2 separate regions of the Zea mays genome follow, and region 2 is linked to region 1. The links are chromatin contacts, called in public Hi-C maps. All regions are on one chromosome and are shown on one strand. Each heading gives the region's core, a stretch centred on a gene start, on an enhancer-like site or on the middle of the called end of the contact. The rest is flanking DNA. Distances are from core to core; before and after follow the strand shown. Region 1 holds the start of LOC100281602 (NAD kinase 1). Region 2 holds the start of LOC100274449 (glycosyltransferase).

The links. Hi-C and Micro-C count contacts between places; a contact is called where the count stands out from the background.
Region 2: a contact with region 1 is called in a Hi-C map of leaf, with 8 times the contacts expected there. The contact joins the promoter of LOC100274449 here to the promoter of LOC100281602 in region 1. A contact is called at or near these places in 9 of 25 Hi-C or Micro-C datasets (ear, endosperm, leaf and 1 more).

The regions. Positions count from the first base shown.
Region 1 is chr8:163,646,588-163,654,387 of Zm-B73-REFERENCE-NAM-5.0, forward strand. It overlaps LOC100281602 (NAD kinase 1), which reads right to left and starts at 3,354. Exons shown (of 11, transcript NM_001291621.1): 1 at 2,988-3,354; 2 at 2,730-2,846; 3 at 904-1,087; 4 at 647-766; 5 at 1-236. The coding sequence starts at 3,014.
Region 2 is chr8:163,803,486-163,811,285 of Zm-B73-REFERENCE-NAM-5.0, forward strand. LOC100274449 (glycosyltransferase) reads left to right here and starts at 2,847. Exons shown (of 1, transcript NM_001148808.1): 1 at 2,847-4,870. The coding sequence starts at 2,925. The coding sequence ends at 4,514.

The sequences.
Region 1 (7,800 bases), core at 2,104-4,603:
ATGCTTATGCTGGCCATTTTTATCCCCGTTACATCCCCATGAAAGTTTAAATGGTGCCTTTCTCCCTCCCACCTTGTGATTAGATCTTGGGATAGGTCCAGGAACTTCATCCTGGAGAACCTGGTGTGCACATATACCATGCTTACCACAACAGCCTAATTGATCAGGTGCAGGTGTCTCCAGGGTTAGTTGGCTGGCCAGTTTGTCCAAGTTATTACTGATACAACTGCTGTAGCCTGCACAAGATAGAATTCCATTTGCTCAACAGAAACAAACAGTATAGATACAGAGCATACTAATATAGTATTCCACAATGCAATATATGTGTCTAATTTTGGGGTTCCATCTGATGATGCTATGATAACCCCCACACCCTCAAGTCACAAATAAAGCTACCCCTATGAGCAGCAGTGTATTGAACATCGCAGAGGCCAGAGCCTAAAATTTGCTAAACCAACCATACCCCTTGATGGGTGGGCCTACGCACGTTTAGCAATCTGCTTGGAATTATGTGGTCGCTTCACCAACTATACCATCAAATGGAAACACATAGATAGAAGCTTGAAGCAAAAGTTAATGGATTGCTGAAATTATGAGATTGTTTCACTGAAAGTAAAATCATCAATATCAAATACATAAATCTCACCTCTGATTTTACTTTGCTGCTTCTGCGCTGTCTCTAATTCATACTTACGTTTCCACTCTGCTGCCTCTGCTTGAGCAGCAGCCTTCCCTTCAGCCACTTGTCGTAAGGCTTTTGCGACAGCTTCAAATTCACATAAATTTATACCAATTATGTTGTTGTGGTATTGTTTTAATAGTAAATAAAAGGTTCTATATATGTCTGTATTTTTATAGTACACTTTAGGCTTCATTCAAAGTAGAAAGTATGTCTATCCTTACTTCTCAAGGCCTCTGAAAACTCAATAAGATGTGCATCGGTTGATCTGACAGGAGTTTGAGCAAGAAATTCATATGCTGCCTTCTCTGATTCCAGTAAACTAACGGTAGAACTAGCTGTAGAGATTGATCCATTTTCACTTTGATGTGAGGCCATGACATCTACATTTACTGTCTCATCAGAGACCTGAAATAGAAGCAGATCTGTCAGCGTGAGTGTAGGGCAATGGGACATCTGACGGTTAAAAAAATGTCTCTTCTACCATTGTGAATGTATCAACTGCCTCCAGAAATAAATGTATCCAGCCATTTAAGATTGCAATGGCATACATATTTAGTTTAGTTTAGATTCACGGATAAAGGGCTGAGAGGTTTTCAGATAAATTCAGATTTAGACCCACCAAACTTTTGAACTCCATAACCAATACCCCATAAAATTGCTGATCGGTTTAATTTAACTCAGAGCTTAAATAGGCTCAAACTGCAAAATGGTGCAATGTTAAACTTGGGATATGTTAGGTTTTCTATAGGTAAGGTAACCAGGTGATTTAGCCTCATATTTTCATGTGAGTGCTTGGATCTGCAATCAGTGTGACTTTGTAGCTGAAATCCAATCACAAATTCAAGTGTCACATACTATGCAATCGCATGTACTAAATTCGTTTGAAAACCAATACACTAAATTATTCCTCTTCAAAATGGGGAAAGGAGGTCAAGCCCATTTGCATTTCTGGTCCAGGAAATCTCCGAGCTTGCACGATAAGCTAGTTACTTAAAACACTTGTACAGCAAAAGCAGACGACGTAAAACTGATGGACACTCCAGCTATTTACTTGGCCGCCCTTACTTATCACGCAATCGCACGACGAGGAACAAAGCAACGCGTGAGACCAAATCTGTGATATCTTGGCCCAAGACTTAATAGAATTAATATAGTACTCATACCAACAAGATGCATTTTTTTTCCAGAAGGCTGCTTCGAAAGAACCTCTAGTTTATGCGTGCTTGACCTAGAGCAATTTTGGGATGGGTGACCGACCGGAAATACGCATGAGTAAGAACAAAGTGCGCACAAAAGACTCGTGTTGGTCTGTGAGGATGATATATGGTACTAGAGAGGTGTCAGGAGTAAGTAACGCCAGTGACGAAGCTAGAGCGAATTAGAGAAGAGTGCAAATACATTGAGGGTGCATAGTAATAACTTATAGGTGGTGCATATATGGTGAAAAAATGATCTAAATTACCAGTTTTTCAAATTTTCGTGGGTGCATGTGCATCCACCATCTTCTACCAAGCTACGGTACTGAGTACCGCCGGTCCGAGAGTGGTATCAGAACCAACCCTCGCGGTTTCACGGGCGTGTGTGAACTAGGGGTTCGGGTATATGACACATGACGCATGCGGGTCCAGAGTAGTCACAAGACATGACATATGATGACACTAGACACATAGACGTGGCCAGAGGGGAGGTTTCTGCCTTGAGGTTGAGTGACGTCCTCGTCGATCTTCTAAGGGGACTTGGTTATTAAGACTCATACCAACAAGATATATTTTATTTTTCGAAAGTCTGTCTCAAAAGAACCTCTAGGTTAAGTGTGTTTGGCTTAGAACAAGTTTTGGGGAGTGACCGATCAGGAAGTCTTCTTGGATGCGCATAAGTGAGGACAAAGTACGTACAAAGAACTCGTGTTGGTTTGGAAATGGGCTATATCCTAAAGTGCTGCCACTAGTAAGTGCCGTCGGTCCGAGAGTGGACTGTGTGTTACAAACTCAAAGCGGGGGCACATTCCTTTTGGCCATCTACACATGTCTGCAATGTCTGCACGTACCGAGTCGACCAATGATCTGATGCCCGGAGAAGCTGGGATCGGAATCGGTGCAGGGCTGAGGCTCCGGAACTTGGAACCCGTCGGCGCGAGCTGAAACTCCTCGGAGGACGACGGCTCCTGCCACACGGAAACCACGCATTCATCAGAACCAGGTAAACCAAACACTCCGTCGAAGCAAATCGGGCGGAATTCGGACGCCCAGCCGCAAGGAGCCGCCCCAGCCAGCTAGCGCGGACGGATCGGGAGGAACCTGCGTACCTTGTCGGCGAGCTCGTCGTGCGACATGGCGCCGCCGATCTGGTCCGCTCGCTGTCGCAGAGAACACGCCCGTACTACTTGTTCTGCTCTTGGCTCGCCGTCGCAGAAAACACAGCCCGTACTACTTGTTCTGCTCCTGACTTGGTTGGGTACTTGGGTGGGCAGTGTACTTGGCCTCCGATTTGCGAGGGGGGAGAGAGACAAGAAGAATAGGTGGGTGGTGGACCGGTGGGTGCGGTGCGAGGCGACGACGCCGAGGCCGGTGAGGAGCACCACCTCTCCCCGCCCGGCGCGGCTATTTATCGGGTCCTGGTTTGACGCCGACGGGCTCTCGCCGGTGGGGCCCAGACTGGGACGGTTGGCTTCGGGCGGGCGCGTGCTGGGAAGGGAGCGTTATGGCCGTGTGGAGACTTCGTGTTTCCTGCCTGAATTCTACTAAATAATTATTATTAATCAAATTATCCCTCAACATTTGGGGTATTCATGTTCATTCGTGCGTGCCGTGGGGCCAAGCTGGCATAGCACGTGCACAACACTGGGCCGTGTCGTACCAGTCCGCAGCCTTAGAAGCTGACCCAAGCACGACACAAAAATAGCTTAATCGAGATCATGTTGTGACGGTGATCTGGCTAGACCACAAGGTCATGCTGACCCGGAGCACACGGAAATAAAAAAAACTCAAAAATCTAACCATAACGGTTCACAATTAACACAATTAATACTCAAACTCGAAGTAACGAGGAAGAATACTCAATGTATGAAATAACAATTCAATTCACACAGTAACAATTCAAAGTGATGAAATATTCAAAGTCACAAAACTCATACTCATGCCCAATCTCATAGTGGCACTAACTCAATCACCCAATTAGACACTCAACCATGACTCAGAAAAAAGTTGATGCAAACAATATACTAATGGAGTCTTAGTGCAATGTTACCTCATTAAAACATTCCTAAGTAAAACACACACCTCGTAAGAAAAAACTAGAAAGGAAAAGAGTACAAGCAGCTCCTATAGGTTTAATGTAGGTCCAGTCGAGTTTAATAGTTCATCACAAGTTACAACAGAGTAGTAATAGCAATAGAATTAAGAAGCAATAGCAACAGGCCAGTAGGCAACAACCCTCAGGCCTCAACTGTTCAAGATCCACCACTAGTTCCACTAGCTCCACCTGTTCCACCAGATCCTCCACCTCATCTTTCTTTGCCTCCACCAATTTAATCTAGGTACATTGCTTCAAAAAGACCTTCAAGTTCTTTGGTGTCTTTATCCACCATGTGCTAACTATGCAAGTCAGCAAGCTCCTAATCCTTTATGCAGGACAAAACTTCAACCATATTAGGAGTTAGTCACCACTGTCGGTCTTCAAGCACCTGTCAACTAAACTAAAAGTGGACTCTGATGATGCAATGGAAGCATGTACATTTAGAACATTTTTAGCAAGTATAGAAAGCACATGATATGTCAACTTGTGTCGTCGCCACCAGTTTAGAAGATTGAAATCAAAGTCAAAATGTGTGATAATATCAATATCAAGATATGATGGTAACTCAGATATAACAACAATAATAGATGATACAGATGCAGGAGTACTAGTTCTAGTAGATGGGGAAGGCATGATGATATCATTATCCATATATGCCATCCCATGCCTTTGTAGCCTTACCTGCCATACCATCACTCTTATGTTGTTGTGCACTCAAGCGCACTTCACCAAATTTCAATTCATAAATCTAAAAAATCTTAGTTAGCTTAGACCAAATGGATGTAGGATACCTTGAATAATCAGTTCCATTAAGTCCAGACAACCTCAAAAGAAGCTTACTAAACCACCTTATTTTTGCTATAGGATCCAATACAAAGGCAAAGCAACATAGAACATGTATCTTCCTCCAATATTTCAAATACTTTGTTTTCATTGGAACAATAACATCTCTAAGCAAAGCATCAATTTAAAAAGCATTTAGATGTCTAGCAATTTTAAGTATGTGATGTAGCATTAATGCTGAAGTGGGATAATAAATTCCAAACAAAGCAACAGATGTATCATAGAACAACTCAAGAAAGGATAGAACCTTTTTAGCAACATCTTAGTGACCATCTGTCAACAAAATAGAGCCATCTCTCTGAACTGGATGATTAGTTTGGATAAAGACAGAGAAGGTGCTTCGATAAGGAACAAGATGCTTAAGCATTAAGTAAGTAAAGTTTCACCATAACATCCATATCAACACCAAACTTGCTAGGATGAACTCCAAGACTCAAGCAAAAGCTTTTAAATGCAACAATATGTTGGTTAGATGCATTCAAGAATGTAATTGCAGTCCTAAAAGCATCTAAATAATTCCTCAATCATTTCAGACCAGACTACGATCAGAATAACAATGTGGCAATTACAACGCTGATGCAAAAAAAATATAAAAGCTAAGTCCTCCTCTTATCTAACTTCTACATGCAATAAATGACCAATATAAGCATAAAAACAGGTTTAAGAATTGGTACTGCAATTTTATTTGTTGAGACATTGTCTAACACAATAGAGAAAATCTTATCAGAAATTCCAAAATAATCAACAACCATATGAACTCTACCAGCAATGTTTCTTCCAATATGAGCCACTTCAATTGGCCTTAAACCAAACAACCTCTTTTCTAACTCCCAATCAGAATTGACATAATGAGCAACTACACTTATATAATCCTCTTTAGCCTTACTTGACCAGATTTAAGATGTAATATCAACAAATGACACAGGCTTCTTCAAAGCTTCAATTCATTTCTTCATACGTTTATTATAAAGTTTGATTAGGTCTCTAGCAATAGTTTGTCGAGACGTTTTAACAAATCTAGGATTATGAGCATTCACAATATATTCTTCAAATGCATCACATTCAGCAAAGGAAATAGATAAATCTATTCTAGCATTCAAACGACACAATTCAGTACGTGCCCTAGCATCAGAGTACTCCCAATGCATGAGTGAACCATCATGATTATAATTAAGAACAGATTGAATTTCCTTTTTTTTCTTAGCAGCACAAGTATCAACATGGCGTAACAAATGACTAGTGCCACTATAGGATTTAGAATAAAATGAAGCTTTAAAGTGGATGCATGTGGTAGAGACCCTTACCCTCTTACCATTCACCAAATCTTTTACCTTTGTGAAGTCGATCCAAGCTTTAGACCTCTTCTTCCCTGCTCTATCACCATCAACCGTGCTCTCATCGATCGAGCTCGTCCCAGTACCACCACTAGCAGGCTCTGCATCGGCGTCCACATCGACATCAGCATCTGCACTGCTACCGAGGATGAAACGTCGAGCATCCTCAACGTCGTTGTGGTCCTGTAGCCTCATCTCCACAGCCTCAGTAGCCGGATTTAAGTCCATTTTCATGGTCGTCGACCGCCGGACCCCCATTGCCTATGCGACTCCGGTTCCTCAACGGTGAGCGCGTCACCAATCTAATCGCTCGCCGACCTTACCAGACAAGAAAACGAGAGGATTAGATAGGGTTGCAAAAAATGCAAAGAATCTGAATGCATGATGACCTAAACGGCAAAACGATTACCTGCGCAGCCAGAGCACCGGAGAAGAGAGGAAGACGGAGATCTGGCCAGCAGAGCTTGTGACTTGACCACAAACGACGGAGATTAGGAGAAGCCGAGCGCGATTTAGGTTAGGGACTTAGTGTTATCTCATTGGGAGTAGACAATAGAGATGGGAGAGAAGAGGTAGATCCACAACCACAAGACGCGCCGGAGAGCACTCTGATAGTCTGAGACACCAACGACGGAGCCGACGAGCATAGGGATGGCAATGGGCTGGGTTTGAGTCGGGTGGAGCAAAAATCCGCCCACGATCACACCCGTCAAGTCTACCTAAAACCGCTCGCGATGGCACCCACAGCTGCAGTCCAAACCCGCACCAAACCCATCGATTTTCGGGTGGGTTTTGGGTTACCCGCGAGTTTTTACTCAGTTTACACTTTTAAACAATAATTCAGCTATAAGAAATTAAATATAAACCATAATTGAGTTATATTTATGGATTTTAAGCCTTCTCATATTTAGCAACAATAAAACACTTCATGAATCATTAGGCAAGTTACTTATTCAAAATAATTACCATTGTATCTTAATCATTATTGCGTAAAACAATGAAGAAACCAAATTTCGGGTTGGGCGCGGGTCACTCGCGGGTTGAAATAGAAACCCACGCCCACACCCGCTATAACTTCGGGTCGGGTGCGAGTTGCACCCGCGGGTCAAAATCTTCACCTGTACCCACACCCGTCAGGTCGGGGTACCTGTCGGGTCTCGAGTTTGTGGGTTAAATTATCATCCCTATACGAGCAAGAGTGGACGAGAAGCGGACTGGGATCTACGAGCAGAGGCGGAGAAGAAGAGAAGGGAGAACTATGAGCTGTAGCAGCACCGGCAAGGTGGACACTTGTGGCTCTGTGAGTCGTCGGCGATGCATGGGAAGGGAGCAAGGAGAGAGCTAACCCGTACTGTACCCACCGTAGTTCATAGAGGAGGCTAGGAGGGAGAGAAGAGGGAGATCCACCTGCAGCGTTGATGAGGTGGACACATGTGAGCCGCCGGCAATGGTTCCACACCGACGACCGAGCGTGATGCGGCGACGGTGGTGAGGAGCAGGGAGAGAGAGCTAGGGTTATGAAATCGCTGACCAGATCGAGTCGAGTGCGAGCGTGGGCGACGAGGCGAGGGCAAATTGTGTGGTGTGCAGGGGGCGTGGGCTAGGGTGGCAGGGTAGGCTTATCCTCTACGAGGCCACATCGTGCTT
Region 2 (7,800 bases), core at 1,597-4,096, 160 kb after region 1:
TGTCAGTGTTCCCGCGTTGCGCGTGTACACGTGCGTGTACATGTGTCTCGCCCGGAGAAGCAACGAGGAGCCTACCTGGACGGGACGCGGGAGTACTGGCCGGGGAGCAGCACGTGGGGACGACGTTTCAGTTTCGGTTGACTTTTTTCAGAGCCGTAGGTACGCGCGCGTGAATTGCGCGTGCATGCATGGCATGCATTGAACGGGCAGACTATAGACGGACGCGATCGAGCAACCAAATGCTCGGATCGGAGTCTCTGTTCGAGTACAAGTTGCATGCATTGGACAATGCATTTGACTCGGTCCGTACCATCCATGCAAATTATTGCTTCTATGATTTGCCTTTGTGTGATAACAAGTTCAAATTTTGTTTCTGTTCAACTATAAAGATAATCGTTGTCCTTTTGCCAGCACAGGGGGATCGAATTTTGTTGAGTTTGTAGTTTTGTCTATTGGTTTTTTTATTTTAGAAACCAAAAGTTACATGATTGTACCTACATAAATTGTAACAGACCAAATCTGCAGTTTTAGTATTCAATATATCATATATATGCAATAACCTTCACTGAAAAATAAAAAATTTAAACATCTGAATTTTAGCAAATCTCATTTTAATATTTGCGTACAAGAATGCATGCTTCTAATACAATATTGTTTATAAAAATTAATGTATTTAAAATTTAAATTTTGAATATCTGTCAACATGGTACTATCACTACCGGAATCCGGCTCTTTGCTGGGTGCTAGGCGCTTTGCCGAGTGTCGCACTCAGCACAGGGAAACACTTGGCAAAGAACAGTTTGCCGAGTGCCAAACTCTCGGCGTACCTAGACGCTTGGCAAAGGTCCATCAGCAGCCGTCTATAGCTGACGGTCGTTAACTTTGTCGAGCGTCAGGCGTTGTCACACTCGACAAAATCTTCGCCGAGTGTTTTTCAGGCTTTATTTAGTGCTGAGACCGATTCCGTTAGTGTATAGTCGCCAATAAGCATATTACTTATAAATCTAGGTAAATTTCTGAGCGAGACTAACAATCATTTTTTATAGATGATATTGTTTCCGATCGTTTCCGGTTGTTTTCATCCCTAGTAATATTATGTCATGGGCGACGACAGGGGGGCATATGAGGGCAATTCCCCCGATGCTCCCCTAATTCTATAAGATTGTTAGTTTTTTAGCTAATTCTCATGAAAATGATGAAAGAATGTTTCTAACAGTTCTCTAATCTAATTTGGTCCTCTTAGAGCTTGTTTGGGAGCATGTGGAATGGAGGAGATTGAGGGGACTAGAATCCCTCACTATTTAAAATTGAATAGTAGGGGATTCTAGCCCCCACAATCCCCTCTATTACCCTTGATTCCAAACAAGCCCTTAATCTCAGATCCTCGCTCCGTGCTATATATATGAATCCGATCCTGTCCATCCAGGAGACGTTTGATTTGCACTTGTAAGTGGAGCCACAGCGCATTGAAGAATGAATAAGAGGAATAAACGAAAGGAGCCGGCGACATGAATGGGGAGATGATGGAGAGGGACCAAGCACCAAACCCACTACTGCTCACTTGTAGTAGCTCGTGCTACTGTTGCTGTGCATCTCCGACCACAGATTTGCTTCCTGTCTCGTTTTTGCCGCCTCTTAGATAGCATGCGTTTTCACCTTCTCTATTCCATTTCTTGGTCACCCAATCTGAGTAGAACTCATGCAATAATGTTGAACCAACCTGTAAACTGATACGAGCTAGCCGACAGCTGTTTCTTATTTATTTATCATCATCTCAAGTTTAGAAAATATCTATTACTAGCAGCTGACTACACCTAATTTCCTTCAAATCAGGTTCGATACACCTTCTGAAATTATGGCTATCACTGAAAAGTCGTATTTGTATTTTCAGTGTGAAAGCATAAAACCATGGATGTGATGGGTGCTTTTATTTTCTTTTTTTTAAGATGCTCCCATGCATGGAGTAATAAAAAGTAACTGATCAATTTATAAACATATTGTAATAATAAAAACATGTATTAGATTAAAGGAACATGTAATATTAGAGACTTTATCATTGTCTAATATGTTGTGACCCCGTTTGGATCTACAGTACATGCATGGGGTTTACCTGAGAGCTAGAATTAAACTAGCTCATGCATATGGTTGATTGTGTAGTAAACTTACGGCGCCCAGATAAAGAAGATCTTGGGTGATTTTTAGGCTTTTAGCAGCTAACTGTTAGCAATACAGTGTAAAAAAAGGCCCTAATTAAATACCTATGGCCCGCCCGAAGGAGTATACGCGACCAAATGAAATGTAGAAAAGCACCTATTCAAGAGATCAATTATTGACTAAGTTTACACAAATTGATTGGCCTACGTACGTCGGTGGAAGATAATGACGCATACCTATGCATCCAAAAACAAGTATGAACTGTATCACAAATATTTTCTCTGCATATATACATACAGCTAGCAGCAATGAATTCTACACCATTTTTTCTGACCTGGAAGACCTGAATTGGTCGATGCTCCATCCTAATTGCATTGACGTGTCAAATAAAGCTAGCTAGCTTTCTACTTGTAGGATTAGGACTGGAAGATGTCAAGATGCACCGCTAGCGCGCTGCAGGTGCCAAAATGGCGCACGTCTGCCAGCAGAAGCTGAAGCTGACCCTAGCTAGCTAGCGGTCATGGAAATCCTTCGTCGTCGCCTCCGCGCGCGCCGTGTCTCTCTTGTCACGTTCGGCAGCGACCAGCGACCGCGCCGCCCTGTCCCTGTGCAACGACTCGATCGTCTCTCTTGGCAAGTCCTTATAAAGTTATAACCCCGGCCCGACGCGAGAGTGACACAGATGCCGGCTACAACGACGACGTACTAGCTAGCTAGCTCGTTCGATCGCGTGCGTCGTTCCACACCGACGACCGGCGGAGACGAGCGGCATGGAGGCCTCCGCCAAACTGCCCGTCGTCGTCCCGAAGGGCGTCGGCGGCATGGACAACGACGACGTCGCGCCAGCGGGCGGCAAGAAGCAGGCGGCGGCGGGCAGGTGGGGGTTCGTGCAGTTCTTCTTCGTGCTCGCCGTCGTCTTCTGCGTGCTACTCTACGCACCGCGCGTCCTCGTGCTCAGCCCGTACGGGTACAGCATCGACGTCGGGCTCTTCGCGCCGACGCCGACGACGGCGACGGCCTCGTCGGTGCCGCAGCGCGTCGCCGGAGGCAATGCGGTGGCCCTTGACCTTGACAACCAGGTGCGGTCCCCGTGCTCGTCCATGCGCGACCACACCATCTGCTGCGACCGCTCCAGCGTGCACACGGACGTGTGCTTCATGGCCGGCGACGTGCGCACGGACGCCGCGTCGCTGTCGCTCCTGCTGTTCCCGCCGCACCAGCAGGCGCAGAACGGCACGTCGTCGGAAGAGGACAAAGAGGAGAGGGTGCGGCCGTACCCGCGGAAGTGGGAGCGCTTCATCATGGACAAGGTCCCCGAGGTGCGGCTCCGTGTGGCGGCGCCGCGGCGGCCAGATGGGGAGCGGGAGGAGGAGGAGCACCGGTGCGACGTACGGCACGACGCGCCGTTGCTCGTCATGTCCGCGGGGGGCTACACCGGCAACCTGTTCCACGCGTTCAACGACGGGTTCCTGCCGTCGTGGCTGACGGTGCAGCACCTCCGCCGCCGCGTCGTGCTGGGGGTGGTCTCGTACAACCCCTGGTGGGCCGGCATGTTCGGCGAGGTCATCTCCGGCCTCTCCGACCACCCCGTGGTGGACCTCCTCCACGGCACGCGGACGCACTGCTTCCCGGGCGCCATCGTGGGGACCCGCTACCACGGCATCCTCATCGTGGACCCCGCTAGGCTCCGGGACAACAAGACCATCGTCGACTTCCACCAGATGCTCGCCGACGCGTACGAGAAGCCACCACGGGAGACGGCAAGACCAGCACAGCAGCAGGACCTGCGGGACGCCGAGCAGCGGCGGCGACGGCGGCCGAGGCTGGGGATCGTGTCGCGCAAGGGGACGCGGGTGATCGAGAACCAGGCGGCGGTGGCGCGGCTGGCCTCGTCCGTGGGGTTCGACGTGGACATCCTGGAGACGGCCAACGGGCTGCCGCTCTCGGCGTGGTACGCGTCGCTGCGTGCCTGCGACGCGCTCGTGGGGGTGCACGGCGCGGACCTGACCAAGTTCCTGTTCCTGCGGCCGGGGCGCGCCTCGCTCACCCAGATCGCGCCGCTGGGGGTGTCCCCGATCGCGCGCGAAGACTTCGGGGAACCCGCCGCCCGGATGGGGCTGGCGTACGAGCAGTACGAGGTGCGCGCCGGCGAGAGCTCGCTGGCGCGCAGGTACGCGCCGGGCGACGTGGTGCTGACCGACCCGGAAGCGGCGAAGCGGGACAAGGGGGGATGGAACTTGGTGGCGCGCGTCTACCTCGGCGGCCAGAACGTGACCCTGGACCTCGCTAGGTTCCGGCAGACCCTGGCGAGGATGCACGCGCACGCGATGCGGCAGCGGCGCCGGCAGGAGAGACTGTGATGGCCGGCCGGCCGGCGGCGACAGGTGTACGCACGCACGGCGGCTGTCTATGCTGTTCCGGACCGGTAGAGGGAGCGTGACGGCAGGCATTGGCAGCTTGTTGGAACGACGACGTGCATCAAGTGTTGGGGGGCGGTGAGCATGCACGCATCACCGTGTATTTTGGATGGAGATGGAACAAGAGAGGCGTGCTTTGTCGTGTGCTGTTTGCGTGACGGATTGGGAACGCCGACGACCACTAAGGTGACGGCAGCATATATATATACCTCGATCGAATGCCGCATACATATGGTGTGACGATGCACCCCCTGACACGTATATTGTATGTGCAACATATTACAAATTACATATTTTACTAATATCTGCGTGCATGTATACTTGTTTTTTTTGAGTCTTTCGTTTGCTAATTCTGTGATCGACACGTCGTCTCTGATTCCTTATACTGAATATATATATACGTGCTCCGTCCACCTCAAAAAGGTTTAAAAGTCATGAACCTTAAATTTAACTAAACGTATAAAAACTAGTAAAATTGACAGCATGAAATAAAAATATTATTAAAATAACTACGTGATATATTTATTAAAATTAACTTAAGTATATTAATATTAATTTTTTCTATAAAACATAGTCAATTTATGATTATTTGATTCCTACATGTATGAGGCTTCTTTTTTTATGGAGCGAGTATATTAGTTATAGGCATGTGCCTGTACCACATATACTCGGATAATTCTAATACAGTAATTGTCTTAAAATAAATAAACTTTGATAATGAACATCGGTTAAACTATCTTTAGTTTGACCAACTATATACAATAAAAAACTATACTATTTAAAGCATTAAATAAGTAGTTTATAAAAAATATTCCTCGTGATCTATCTTTGCGCGCGTGCGCAAGCGCGTGTCCCAACTGTGTAGTAGTAGTACTCGAGATTCTACTGCAACATGTACACCGTTCCACTTTCCTGGATCTCACCGCCACCGGTGCGGTGCAGTGCAGCTAGGCAGATTGCATGCATCGCAGTTGTAGGGGGAATGTTCCCTGGTACTTGAATGGAACAGTGCGTGTGCGTCATGCGTTACAGCAGCGGGGCCTAGTGGGCATCGGGCTATATGTTGCGTGGCGTGGTTTCCATCTGGCCTGCGTGGCGCGGCACCTGTTGCTCGAGCGGGACGGCGCAACAAGAACTTGTAGGCCCGGCCCAGCTGGGGGCTGGCCTGTGGCCTCTCGGAATTCAATGCGGTTTACGGGCTTGGGGTCCAGTACGGAAGAGTTTGGCCCAACTGAATGCAGATCGAGCTGTCGTTGCACTCGTACAATGACATGCAGTAGCTATAGGCTTTAGGGGAAAAAACAAATAAACACAAAAGTTTACTACAGACAAAAAAAGAGGTTATTTTTCATACCTGTGGCTAGCAGGAGCTGACAGGGTAGGTAGACGGATGGAATCTGTACATACGTCGGAAGCAATGATGACTCGCAGCGTACTAGTTAAACTTGTTAAGTAACCCTAGTTAGGGTTATGTGGGCAAATACCTGCTTTGCCCCTGAGGGGTCTCACATCTCTATATAAGGAACCTGTACACCCACTCATAATATAGGGAAGAGAAAGAGGCGAGAGGCCCAACCCTACATCGTGTCTATTGTGTTTTCTCTGTCGTGCTAATAGGAAGGGAGACGGGTACTCTACAGCTTTTTACGCCTCTATTGCTGACGTGAGGGAAGGGAGCGGATCTGGTGATCCGTGGTAACGTAGTTCTCAACACGTTATCAGCACGCTCTACCTCGACGTTGCTGCGGCGAGATCAGATCTACATCAACTCTCCGTCAAGCCGGCAGGTCTTTGGCCTAGCCGAACTGTCCTACGCGACAGGCTTCGATTCTCCCTCTACGCAATCGAGTGGTATGTTTTCTTGATCCGCTGGTGTGATCTATGCGACACAAACTTGTTGTCTCCGTTATGGTGCTGCGTCCGTGCCGGAAGCGCTGCACCCGTGGTAGCTAGCTCTCACCAGAAGATGAGATCAAATCTTATAGTGGGCATCGACTTTAACGCGTGGCCGCCCTGCATGGCGGCGCCCGGAAACGGACACACGGAGCTTCGGCCTCTGCTCCACAAGCTCGTGCGACGCCTCGCCCGCGCACTTCCCCGCGCAGCCGCGCTAGTCCCGCCCGCCGCACGCGATGGTAGCGCCCTCCGTGACCCGGCGTACCCCTCGCGATGTCACTCGAGCCGAGTGCAGGCATCCCGTCGCCGGTTGTCAAACTCGGGATCAGGAGCAGCGCCGTCCACGCGCATCCAGTAACAGATCACGAGAAAAAGGTGCAAGGTTGGTGGAGTGGTGTTTAAGCGCACCAGCTAGGAGGCATGCACAACCGTCTGACCCGGTCACATGCATGCACAATCGTCTCCAATGCATGCACGTGTAATGAGCGGCGGTAGTTTTGCTTGCATGCAGCCTATTGTGGCCACAGATGCAGTAAAAAGGAGCCGATGTTGATCCAGTCAAAGGCAGTTAGCCAATTTCTAAAGCCCGGTCAAAGTTGCCTGACCGTGCGTTTATGAACAAAAAAAAGTTACTGGTTTTTTTCGTAAATACACGCTGAATCAATAAACTTTTGTACATTTTTTTAATTTATGTACATGCTCTATGTTGTTTATTTTATTTATTTCCTGTAGCAAATAATAAATAGAATAAACAATTTTTGCAGTTTCTACTTTAATTAATTATTTCCCGTAGTAAATAATTAGTAGAAAATGCATGCTTAAATATAGAAAATGTCTTTTACACCTGATGTGTTATGTTCATGTATTAATTATGGTGTTCATTTTTTCTGTATTAATAATTATTTCCCGTAGTAAATAATTAGCAGAAAATTATTAAAATGCCTGTGAAGGTTATATTGTGTATACTCAAATCGCTCTAAATATTTGTGTTGCGTTGAGCTTTTGGGCTCACGTCGAGCGATTAATGATATAATGGGTACTTAGACACGTCGATCAGATTACATTTTTCATTGGTTGAGCTATGACATTGGCTAAGCATTGGCTGCGCTCTGGCAACACGTCGCATTATTTGTGTCATTAGAACTTAGTTGCGTCATGTGATTGCTATGTTGTACTCTCGCTTAATCCGACCACTCCTGTTGAGTTGGACCGGCATCGCCGAGTCATGTATTTTTTCGCATGCCTGTAAGCACTGTTCGTCTGTCGTTATCACCGAGCCACAATTGCGTCTGTTGCACACGTTGTGTGGACTTGTCGCGTATCCCAATTACCG